3 separate regions of the Mus musculus genome follow, and all the other regions are linked to region 2. A link is a contact called in public Hi-C and promoter capture Hi-C data. All regions are on one chromosome and are shown on one strand. The core of a region is the stretch at or near the end of the contact, and the rest is flanking DNA. Distances in the headings are between cores, read along the strand shown. Region 1 holds the start of 4930512B01Rik (RIKEN cDNA 4930512B01 gene). Region 2 overlaps Nin (ninein). Region 3 overlaps Atl1 (atlastin GTPase 1).

Evidence for each region. Promoter capture Hi-C pulls out the DNA fragments that hold promoters and counts their contacts. A called contact is a pair of places that touch in the nucleus more often than the background predicts.
Region 1: a contact with region 2 is called in a promoter capture Hi-C map of hippocampal neurons, with 1.6 times the contacts expected there. The contact joins the promoter of 4930512B01Rik here to the enhancer-like site in region 2. A contact is called at or near these places in 4 of 39 promoter capture datasets (embryonic stem cells, hematopoietic stem and progenitor cells, hippocampal neurons and 1 more) and 1 of 9 other capture datasets (pancreatic islet).
Region 3: a contact with region 2 is called in a Hi-C map of cerebral cortex, with 2.1 times the contacts expected there. The contact joins two enhancer-like sites. A contact is called at or near these places in 1 of 39 promoter capture datasets (liver), 1 of 15 datasets of contacts at CTCF or cohesin (large pre-B cells), 8 of 484 Hi-C or Micro-C datasets (CD8 T cells, cerebral cortex, embryonic stem cells and 5 more), 3 of 115 datasets of contacts at active chromatin or transcription factors (embryonic stem cells, large pre-B cells and stem cell-derived neural progenitor cells) and 3 of 9 other capture datasets (adipose tissue, liver and pancreatic islet).

Annotation. Positions count from the first base shown.
Region 1 is chr12:69,788,631-69,792,634 of GRCm38.p6, reverse strand. 4930512B01Rik (RIKEN cDNA 4930512B01 gene) reads right to left here and starts at 2,291. Exons shown (of 8, transcript NR_033573.1): 1 at 2,184-2,291. It overlaps Cdkl1 (cyclin-dependent kinase-like 1 (CDC2-related kinase)), which reads left to right and starts at 1,928. Exons shown (of 10, transcript NM_183294.2): 1 at 1,928-1,992; 2 at 2,371-2,648. The coding sequence starts at 2,481.
Region 2 is chr12:70,042,179-70,046,145 of GRCm38.p6, reverse strand. Nin (ninein) reads left to right here. Exons shown (of 29, transcript NM_001081453.1): 15 at 509-999; 16 at 1,894-3,967. Among named protein-coding and RNA genes, the nearest start is that of Gm23579, 49 kb to the right of the region's middle. Within about 2 kb of position 2,570, at least 28 of the 459 cell types and tissues checked have an H3K27ac peak or open chromatin away from gene starts, as enhancers often do. A contact at or near this core is called in cerebral cortex and hippocampal neurons, where this site is marked.
Region 3 is chr12:69,905,921-69,909,433 of GRCm38.p6, reverse strand. Atl1 (atlastin GTPase 1) reads right to left here. Exons shown (of 15, transcript NM_178628.5): 2 at 1,442-1,629. The coding sequence starts at 1,475. Among named protein-coding and RNA genes, the nearest start is that of Map4k5, 15 kb to the right of the region's middle. Within about 2 kb of position 1,338, at least 137 of the 459 cell types and tissues checked have an H3K27ac peak or open chromatin away from gene starts, as enhancers often do. A contact at or near this core is called in cerebral cortex, where this site is marked.

The DNA.
Region 1 (4,004 bases), core at 1,042-3,541, 250 kb after region 2:
TAACCACCAATGTGCTTACTAGCATAAGACTGCTTTCAATAACAACTCAGAGCAGTGTGGTCTTGCCATCACACAGAAGAACCTACCCAGTGAAAAGAGAAAGTGATAAAGAAAAATCAAAATGTCCCTACTTGGTGGTCCCTATAAACAACTCTCTTAAAAGGTGAAGGAGAACATTGTCAGAGACAGGAACAATAACAGCAATCCTGTCTCCCACTGGGGGCACCTACCTGGCGAGCACAGGGTCCTGAGCTCCACCCAAGTATGGAAATTAGTAATAAGATCGCCATCTTGTACTTAATTCAATCAACTAGAGGGGTTTTGTTTGTTTGTTTGTTTGTCCTTCTGCCTTTTGCCATGTCCCAAGTGAGAACTGCAGCCCACTGGGGAAGAGAGAGGTGTTGGCGCCAAAAAATTTCCATAAGTCTCTTAGAATCCTGAAGCGAGAACACATCTATAGGGAAGGTTAAAAGTCAAATTCATATTAAAACCATTAGAAGCCATTAACCATCTATTTTAATAGCTAAATCCGCTGGTGAGATGGCTCAGCAGTTAAGAGAGCTGACTGCTCTTCCATAGGTCCTGAGTTCAAATCCCAGCAACCACATGGTAGCTCACAACCATCCGTAATGAGACCTGACGCCCTCTTCTGGAGTGTCTGAAGACAGCTACAGTGTACTTACATGTAATAATAGATAAATAAATATTTTTAAAAAATAGTTAAAGCCAAAAGGACCGCAAGGATGCCGGGCACTGGGGACATTGCAGGTGGGAAGGTAAAATGGAAAAGATAAGCTCAATGTGCAGAGGTCTCCCGCTAAGGATTTCCCCAAGAAAAATGAAGACCTGGCTTCACAGAAAGCACCATGCACGGCGTCTATAGCGGCTTCATGTATAATCACCCCACACTGGAAACAATCCAAATATCCTTCAACCAGGATTGAATAAACAAATAAATACCAGTCAGTACGTTCATACAACAGAACGCTACCCGGCAATAAACAGGAAGACACTGCTGCTAAATGCAAGATGTGTGTGGCTCTCAGATGTATTCTGTGAAGTGAGAATCTGACTCAATAAAAGCTGTGCACTGTATGTTTCCATGTACGCGATATTCTGGGCAAGGCAAAGCTATCGAGAAGACAAAAGTCAAAAAGAGTAGGCATTCACATTTGCACATGATTTCTGGGGAGGGTCCCAGACCACCACGAGTCTATTCTAGTAACTCATTATACCTCTACCCTTTGCCAGGCAGCCGTCACGCTCGGTATGCCCAGACCCAGCTTCCTCTTGAGCTCTGTGTACATTTGCATCGCACGTTCCTTGCCCCGGGTTGGCCAGGTTTCACATCGTGCGTTTTCTCTGCTGTAGCCCTGCCGCCAGCACACAAGCACCTCGGCGCCTAGCATAGGGGATGGAAGGGCTGACAAAATGTAGAGGCTGTCTGTGCGATCCTTATTTCAAGATTTCCTGCATCCATCAACTGCCACTGTCACTGTACTGAAACAGGTTCAATAAGAAGGTGATTGGGGAAAGAGTCAAGGCAATCAAAGCAGGCTCTGCACCGCCAAGACCCCACTACATGGGAGGGAAGGCCATCCTGCCTCCCTCTATTGCCTCACTCTCTCTCATTCATTTTTCGAAGCTGCAGCACCGAGCAATTGCTGTCCTCCGGGGTTCACAGGCGAGGAACGGACACCAAGGAGTGGACGTAATAAGGTATGGACCTGGTCACCCTAGCCCGAGCAGGCTGCTAGGACAGCCTGGGAGCAGGCGTTCTCCCTGCAAACTCTCCATGCTGTGATTTCCACGATTTAAACCCTCTGGACCTGCAGCGCGGGGTCAGGGACCCGGCCAAGTGGCTGCGGGTACAGCAGGGCGGAGGGCGGCCCCGCCCAACCGGCGCGGTTCCCATGGGGATCGCAGCAGTCACCCAGCCGAGCTGCAGGCTGCTGTGCTAGAGCTGGGCCGAGAGGCGCCTCAGGAGTCAGGGTGGGAGGTCCCCACAGTCCCTGCAGTTCCCGCAGTCCCCACGGGCCCGGTTGCCCAGCCGGTGTCCTCTTCCGGAGGGAATTGAGACCCGAAACTAGAACCGGGGAAGCCCTTCGCCTTCCTGGTGCTCCAGCCAGCTCAAGTGTCTTAGATCGTATGAACCATAACGTTAAAAAGATAGATTATCTTACAGCTCGGCTCGTTTTTGGATGCTGGCTACATCTTTAGCTCGAGGGAATGAAACAGACAACTGAAATTAGGTCACCCATGGCAGCCACCTGTAGACTCCCAGCCTTGACCGCGATGTCATTGCTGGGTGGGGGTGGAGTCCACACCTGGCTGATCCTTATTCTTTAACTCGCGCCTTGTTTTCTCTAGATCGCGGACGACAGCCCTTACTTGATGAGGCTCGAGAGAGGTCAGTTCATAAACGACCTTTAAAAACTATATGAAAATCCGTTCTCAAGAAGACTTGCTCCTCCTCTGTAATGGAAAAATATGAAAAAATTGGAAAGATTGGAGAAGGCTCCTATGGGGTAGTGTTCAAGTGCAGAAACAGGGACACGGGTCAGATCGTGGCCATCAAGAGGTTTCTGGAAACCGAAGATGACCCTGTCATAAAGAAAATCGCCCTTCGAGAAATCCGCATGCTCAAGGTAGCTAATTTGCTTTTTCTGTGCTAGATAGATGCTCTGGGCTGAGGCTCTGCCCTCTTCCCACACAGCCTTTGTCTTCAATGGCACAAATCAGAGTCTGTGCGCAGAGAACGGATTATGTAAGAGTAAGAAGGTGGACAGGAGAGGTGTGGGGCTCTCTTGGCGTCAACTGCAGACAGTCTTTTCACGGGTCTCTAAGAAGCAGAATTTAAAACAACTCGACTTTGCTAGAGTTTTTGAGTTTTGAGCTTCCAGCTTGTTTTCATTTTGTATTTTTAACCCATTGTCCTGTTTTCTTGGGCTATATATGCATCTGTATATGTGTGTTCATGTGTGCGCGCATAAATGTGTGTGTGTGTGTGTGTGTGTGTGTGTGTGTGTGTGTGGCATTTGGAAGCCAAAGGTTAACACTAGCCATCTTCTTCAACCATTTTCCCCCTTGTATATGGATACAGTGTCTCACTAGGATTGCTAGCCAGTGCTCTCCAGGATCTAGTACTGGGATTGCAGGTGGACAGCTGCCCTCGGGCAGCATTTATTGTGAGTGTTGGAATCTAAGCTTAGGTCCTTGGACAAAGGTGTTCATTACAAGACAAAAGTGTGTTCCCTCTTATTCTGGAAAGAGGCTTCTCTGAATTTCTCAGAGGCAATGCAGCTGCTACTGCAGGATGAGGCAGGCCATGGATGGCTCCCATGGGGAATCAACTGTGCTTCAGAAAGTGTGGCCTCGGTGTTCTGTCCAGACCCTGGCCAAGTGTATGAGTGGATGATGCTCTCAGAAGGGGTGAACTCAAATGTTTGTGCCGGTTCCCAGCTGGGGTCCTCTGCCTACTCTCCTCCACACAGCCAGTGTTGCACTCTGCTCTCGTGAGCCACTGACCATGTCCACTTTCTCAGTAGAAGCTGATAGCTGCCTTACTCTTTATTTAGCATCATCATTGTCAATATTATTACTACTTTGTGGTGTTAAGGATTGAACCCAGAGACTTTATCAAATTAACAAAACCTTCTCTCACCGAGGCACATTCCCAGTCTTCAATGGGTTGATTTACTCAATAATAATAGTAATAATAATAATAATAATAATAGGCTAGAAAGATGGCTCAGTGCATAAATGTGCTCACCACCAAACTGATAGCCTCAATTTGATCCCTTGGTCCTACATGATAGGAGAGAATCGATTCCCCCAAGTTGTCCTCTGACCTCCATGGTACACAGTAACACTTATGTGTTCCATCCACCAAAATTAGTGTTCCCAGGAGCACGGTGGCTGTTCTCTTTGGCTCAGAGAATGTCCTCTCCGACCTCCCAGCACAGGTACGTGTATCTCAGCACATTTTATTATCACTGTGTTTC
Region 2 (3,967 bases), core at 1,321-3,820:
GTTTTAAGTCTTCAGATGTTTCTTGAACTCTGTAAGGAAGGCACGCAGAATGCCGTATGAAACACAAAGTTGGAGAAGAAATTGTTAGTTCAGTGATAGCCAGGAGCTCGATGGCCAGCCAGCCTAGCCTGTTTGGTTTGTTCTGAGCTAGTAGTGAAAGACCTATCTTAAAAAAAAAAAAAAAAAAAAAAAAAAAAAAAAAAAAAAAGACGTGGTTGGTGCTTCAGGAATGGCACTGTGGTTGGTTGTCCTCTTGCCTACACATACACACACGTGCGCGCGCCTACACACCTACATGTACATATATGAACACTCACATACCTAAGTCAATAAAGATAGACCTGGCTTCACTTAGTATTTTACTTCAGGTAATTTTGAGCTAAGTTTGCACTTTCAATGAGAACGAGAAAACGAGAGTGTCCTTTGGGACAGAAGCACCTGTTGCACCCATACCCCTTCCCCATATCACAGAACCCAGTCATCCCGTGGTTTCACTGTCCGGTTCTAGGTGCGCCACTATGAAAAGCAGCTGGATGATACCAGGGTCGCCTCTGAACAGGAGCAGGCAGCCATGAAGCAGAAGTATGAGCAGGGAGTGCACACCTTGGAGAAGCGAGTCAGCGAGCTTCGGAGTGAGATTGCAGACCTGGAAGGGCAGGCAGCCGTGCTGAGGGAGGCCCACCACAAGGCCAGCTGCAGGCACGAGGAGGAAAAGAGACAACTGCAAATGGCGTTCGATGAGGAAAAGGCTCAGCTCCAGGAGGAGCTGCGGCAGGAGCATGAGAGGGAGCTCCAGGCCAGGCTGCAGCAGGCAGCGGAGAGCTTTCGCCAGGAGAGAGAGGGACTCGCCCAGGCTGCCTGGACTGAGGAGAAGGTGAGAGGCTTGGAGCAATCTTACCAGGAGCAGCTGCTGAGCCTGGAGGAGAAGCATGCTCTAGAGAAAGAAGAGCTGAGGGAAGAGCTCTCGGAACATCACCGAAGGGAACTCCAGGAGGGAAGGTAAGAAAATGAGGGGACCGTGAACTACTGGACACTCTTTCTCCGGAGTTCCTGTCAGCCAGGGAGGACTGGAAAACGGGATCGGGGTTGGGGGAGCAGAGCAGAGCAGCCCATGGATTTGAGTAGGTTCTTTCAAAGTTAATCAAACTAGTTTTGTCTTGTTCACCAGGAAGTCTCCTTTGGTCATTGGAACTGTTCTGGTGTGTATGTATGTGGGAGAGGGAGGGAAGACAGGCAGTCAGAGGAACTGTCCCTGCGTGACACTTACTGTCTTCCTGTGCTCAGATGAGGACCAGATCCTTTCTACTGCAATGCTGTCTGATGCTCTCTGAGGAAACCCATTCGTACACTGGATTTGGAATACTCATATTTATTCCCCTTTACGAAATGGCATATTGTGTTTACTGTCCTTGTGTGAAATCCCAGGTATAACTGAGAGATTTCGAGTTTCCCACCCTGTTTAATGCAGAGCTCTTTTGTTAATTAAGCAAAAACAGAAGAGAGTTATTAATGTGCCTGTTTTATGCAGCTGAAATCCTATGGTGCCTCTTTCAAAATATTTCCCAGCTGAGGAGTGAGGTCACTATGTCTTTGGTCATTCAATGTGAAATGCCAGTATAAGGCATCATTAAACCACATAAGTACATTCAGGAAGCCTATTAAAGGATTTGGTTTCGTAAGCTCCCCCTGCTTCAGAGAAAGATAAGTTTCCTGGATTCCTGGTCCCCAGAAGAAAGAGCCTCTCCCCGAACACACGAATGGCCTAGGAACCAGAGCATTGTAGGAAGTGGTCCCATTGTCTGCCCGGCAGCCTCCTTTTTGTATGGGAAAATGTTGGGTTTGCTTCCGGAGTTGGCAGCAGTCTCAGTAATGCTGTCTGTTGACCACATTTAGGGAAGAAATGGAAACAGAGTGTAATAGAAGAGTCTCTCAGATAGAAGCCCAGTGCCAGGCTGACTGTGAGAAAGTCACTGAGCACTGTGAACAAACTCTGCAAAGCCTCGAGGTTCGCCACCGCCAGGAGCTGAGGGACCTCTTGGACCAGCACCTGGAGGAAAGGTCTCAGTGGGAGTTTGAGAAGGATGAGCTTACACAAGAGTGCACAGATGCCCAGGAGCAGCTGAAGGAGGCGCTCCAGAGGGAGAGGGCGACCGCTGCGGCCATGAAGCAGGAACAGGAGATACTGGAGAGGACATACAAGGACCGTTTGAATATCCTGAGCACGGAAAGAAAGCAGCTGCTGCAAGACCTGAAAGACCTACAGAACGCATCTGAGAGCCAGCATGGCCTCCTGTCTGGCCAGATACTTGAGCTGAAGAGAAGTCAGGAGAGAGAACTGAGGGACCAAGGGCAGGCGCTATGCCAGACGGGGGTCTCTGAGCAGCTGGCCAGCCAGCAGCTCGAAAGGCTCCGGGTTGAGCATGAGCAAGAGAGGCGAGAAATGACGGGCAAGCTTGCCGCCCTGGAGAGCGCCCACAGAGCAAGCCTTGAGAGAGCAGATCAAGAGAAGGCGGAGATGAGCACAGAAATCTGCAGGCTTCAGAATACAGTCAAGGACATGCAGCAGGCAGCATCTCTCTTGATGCTTCAGGGTGGCTGCCAGGCAACGGCAGGGGAGGAGGCAGAAGGAGATGGAGCCATGTCCCTGCTTCAGCAAGGCGAGCAGCTATTGGAAGAAAACGGAGATGTCCTCATCAGCCTGCAGAGAGCTCACGAGCATGCAGTGAAGGAAAATGCAAAGATGGCTACTGAAATTTCCCGATTGCAGCAGAGGCTGAAGAAGTTAGAGCCGGGGTCGGTGATCTCGTCTTGTTTGGAGGAGGGGACGTCTGAGATTTCTGGAAGTTCCAGGGAACAAGTAGAACCCATAATGAAACAAGGTCCAGCCACCAAGCACTTCCTGAGCGATCTAGGAGACCACGAGGCCCGGGACCTGGCAAGTACCGGGACAAGCTCCGTTCAGAGGCAGGAGTGCAAAACCGAGGCGTCGGAAGCTTCCCTGGACTGCTTTTCTGAGCTTGAAAACAGTGAAGACACCAGGACCGAGTCCTGGGACCTCAAGAGTCAGATCAGCCAGCTTCGGGAGCAACTGACGGTCTTGCGAGCAGACTGCGATCGGGCTTCCGAGAGGAAACAGGACCTGCTTTTCGATATCTCTGTGCTGAAAAAGAAACTGAAGATGCTGGAGAGACTCCCGGAGGCATCTTCCAGGTATAAGGTATTATACGAGGATGCCGCCCGAGAAAACTCCTGCCTTCAGGAGGAGCTGAGACTTGTAGAGACGCGCTACGAGGAGTCGCTGGACAGCAACAAAGAGCTTACGGCGGAGGTCTACAGGTTGCAGGATGAGATGAAGAAAATGGAGGAGGTGATGGAGACGTTCCTCAGCCTGGAGAAGAGTTACGATGAGGTCAAAGTGGAAAATGAGGAACTCCGTGCTCTGGTGTTGAGACTTCAAGGGAAGATGGAGAAGGTGCTGGGAAGGGCCGCCCTGCAGGGTGACAGCTACGCCCTCTGGGAAGCCCCTTCAGAAAACCTGGAGGTCGCCTCGGATGAAAAGATGCTTGAACTCCGTCAGACTCCGAAAGAGTGTACGCCCAAGGTCGTGAGCATGCACCACATCATAGAAGAGTGTACACAAGAAACCCAGTGCTGTGAGCAGGGAAGCACGAAGCTCCTAGCTAGAATAAAAGCACACGAAATCGCCTGGTTCCACAGAGCAATTAAGACACATCCGGAAAAGCCTAGCGCGCAGAACCGAGTCATCCCGGAGGGAAGTGCTGCTCTCCTAGGCCTACAAGACAAGCATCTTCAGCAGGAGGCCACCATCGCAGAGTTAGAACTAGAGAAGCAAAAGCTACAGGAGCTGACTAGAAATCTGAGGGAGCGAGTCACTGCACTAGTTAGGCAAAAAGACGCCCCTTCTCAAGGGCAGAAGGAGGAGGAGCTGAAGGCAATGATGCAGGAC
Region 3 (3,513 bases), core at 89-2,588, 140 kb after region 2:
ACAGAATACTACTAAAATCTGAGTTGAACACACGCACCTTCACTGGGACGGTCAACGGGGTGCAAAGTTCTCCTATTCTAGAGGAAGAACAAGATGCAAAGGGACAGGAGAACCTTCACCCAAGCTTTCAAAGGAAGCAAAGACGGTATCTGCAATATTGAAATCCAGGGTTGATGATCTTGAAAATGAAATTGCGTTTGACTGTTGCCTGCCTGCCCCACCTCTCCACAGCAACCACTGATCTAGAATGTAATGTCTCAAATGTAATCCTTGCCCGCAGAACAGGACGATCTTGTGGCCGCCGCATCAATGCACGGCAAGGAGGCATTATAATCTTTTAACAAAGGAAAACAAGTAACTGGCTAGAAGGTACGACTATCCTCTTAGTAAGATGACAGAAATAGAACTCAGAATCAGAGAACCAAGGAGCACTGAACTCCCCTAGTGGGCATGAACTTTCAAAACAATAACAAAGCCAAACCACTTGAACACAATGTTTCTCTTATGCACCACCTGTCTTTGGTTTGAGATCCACATTGGTTCCGATCATAAAATTAGCTTATAGGGCTTTAGTTAGGATGTTGACGAGCTAAGCATTGTGCCTGCAAGAAATCTGGAGCCCAACCTACAAGGCCGCCCAGCCTGCCCACACTCCTCCAGATCTGGTCAGGAACAGCAGAGCGGGCGGGGCGCGGTTTCTCCCGCATCGCTGCGCTCTTCTCCTCTCTGCCTGCGTGAGCACCGCCCACCCACTCGCGCGTGAACCCACTAGGCCCAGCCCTTCCCTAGGCCCGGTGCTGAATCATGAACCCAGTATCTCTACAAGGTAAAAATCGAAGAACAAAGCCAGGCTAGTCTGAATTAGGCGAAAGGTCCATGTCAGCCAACAGGCTAGAAACCCCAACTCTGCTCGCTTTCTTCCCCATCCCTCCACTAACCCCAAACTGAGGTAAGTGTACAGTGCTGGAGACTCTCAGGAGGGTACCCCATCTCCCAGGCTGCTGAGATGCTTCTGCAGCGCAGTGTCCTAGCTCGCACGCTCCACCTCATTGTTCCACCGTCCTCCCAGAGCCCGCCAGCATCCGAGTAAGCCCTTGTCTCAGAAAGCTGGCTGGGGCTCCGCTTGCTCCAGATTGACCCTGTTCCCCTCTTTGCCAGCAACCACAGCTCTAGACCACCTTCTGCGCCCCCCTTTCAACCTATCTCTAGGGCGGAGCCCAGAGTCCCGGGAGCAACGGGGCGGGTGCTGTCCAAATGCTGGGAGGAGGCGGTGCAGGATGGGGAAGGAGCTGCAGGCCTGGCCTGCACCAGGCTCGGCACTGGTGACAGCGCGATTCCTTGGAGCAGTGAGCAGTCTTTGGTCGCAGAGGCTGGAACCCAGCAGCAGAAAACACAGGGCCAGACCCTGTGTAGGCTGCACAAGTTACCGATTGCTACTCACCCCAACTGTTTCTGTCCCTGCGGCTCTTAGCCATGGCGGTCTGTGGGCTGGTGTGGCGAGGCGCTGTCACTGCTCTTGCGGTCTTCTCCAGGGCCCCGCAGGTTTCTGGCAGTTAAGAGGCTCTGTGCCCGTTCTGGGCGCAGTTCGCTCAGATTCTGAGGATGTTGCTGTGGCGCTGGTGGGAAGGACTGGGGAAGAAAAGGGAGGGGAAAGCTGATGAACGGAGCTCAGCATCACCAGCTGGAGTTCACACAAATACCAGCGTCACACCCTCTGTACCTTGGCCCACCCCCAGACTGTGAAGACAGTGACAGACTATATACTGCATTGTTTTCAACAGAAAACACACAAAAATAAACATCACCCCTGTACATTTTCACAGAATTTAAAAGTATTATCTAGCGACAGAAATACACAAACCACCATTATTCTGGCTGTTCCAATACATGCTAGCAACATTTGGACAAATTAAAGTGCTCTGCATTCTCCTCAGGGCGTCATTTGTTAAGTAACGACATACTTTAAAAAGAGGATACTTTGCATTGCTGTATATGTATGCTGAGCAAGACTAGATGTTAAAATTAAGCTAATTTAGATCAAAGTATGCTAGAGGTTCACTGTAATTTGTAACTGGCTCAATGTCTAATTGCAACATGTACCCCAAAGTTGCAAAGACTGTCTGAAGATTTTACACACACACACACACACACACACACACACACACAAACACTAAAATCAGGCTCCATATGGGTGGTACAGGGTGCCTTGGCAGCCATAAAGGTTGCAGGCAAATATGAAGGAAAAGCACAATGCAACAAACACTTTTTAAAAATACCCTTCCTCTTTTTCTTTTTTTTTTTTTTTTTTTTTTTTTTTTGGTGTTTCTGCCTCTCTACCCATACTTCTGGTGTGGTCAGCATCCTACAGACACCATCACTTCCTGCTCTTTGACCATTGGATATTTCCACCCCCATTTATCTCCTCACACACCACCAGCCTCCTAAGGACTAGATCCATGGTCTCCACTTAAGCAGAATACGTTATAAGCAACTCCTCACTTTTGTAAGCCCATATCCCCTTTTCAGTGAAGCCATCTATGGGTAAATACTATGAGACTGGGCATTACAAAAACAGTTTAGGAAATAACTATGTATACAGTGAGTCTTCAACTGTTGCCTAAGGATTTTTCATCTAATGACTTCAGTACATCCTGGTATCCTTGTCTGAATTACTTTTATATTATTTTAAATGGAATTTTAAAAACAATTCTATAATTTCTTTACATTTTACAGTTAGTCTCTTCTTTCTCTCTCTCTCTCTCTCCCCCCCACACACACACACATACACACACACACACACACACACACACACACACACACACACACACACCTTATATATGTTGAGCATTCCTAAGATGGTTTGGATGAGAGCTCTCTCAATAGTCTTAGACATTTGAACACTTGGTCTTCAGTTGGTGGCACTGTTCCAGCAGGTATGATCTTGTTGGAGGAAGTATGTCAGTGCGGGCAGGTTTTGAGAACTTGCTTGCTGCTTGCAACTAAAGATGTGAGCTCTTAACTGTTCCTAGCCTGCTGCCTACCTGATACCGTGCTTCCCAGTCTAGACAGTAACAGACTCCTCCCTCTAGAACTGAAGCCCCAAATAAATCCTTTCTCCCCTAAGTTGCCTTGGCCATTGTCTTAGTTTGGGCTTCTATTGCTAGAAAGAAACATCACAACCAAAAAGCAAGTTGGGGAGTGTTTATTTGGCTAGACTTCCATACTCCTGTTCATTATTGAAGAAAGCCAGAAGAGGACCTCAAACAGGGCAGGAACCTGGAGGTGGGATCTGATGTAGAAGCCATGGAGGGGTGAGCTTACTGGCTTGCCCAGCTTACATTCTTTAGAACCCAGGATCAAGGATAGAACCACTGAAAATGGGCTGGGTCCTCCCCTATCCATCATTAATTAAGAAAATACCCTCTAGCCAGATCTAATGGAGGCATTTTTCTCCATCAAGGCTCCCTCCTCTGAGTTAACTCTAGCTTGTGTCAAGTTGACATAAAATGAACC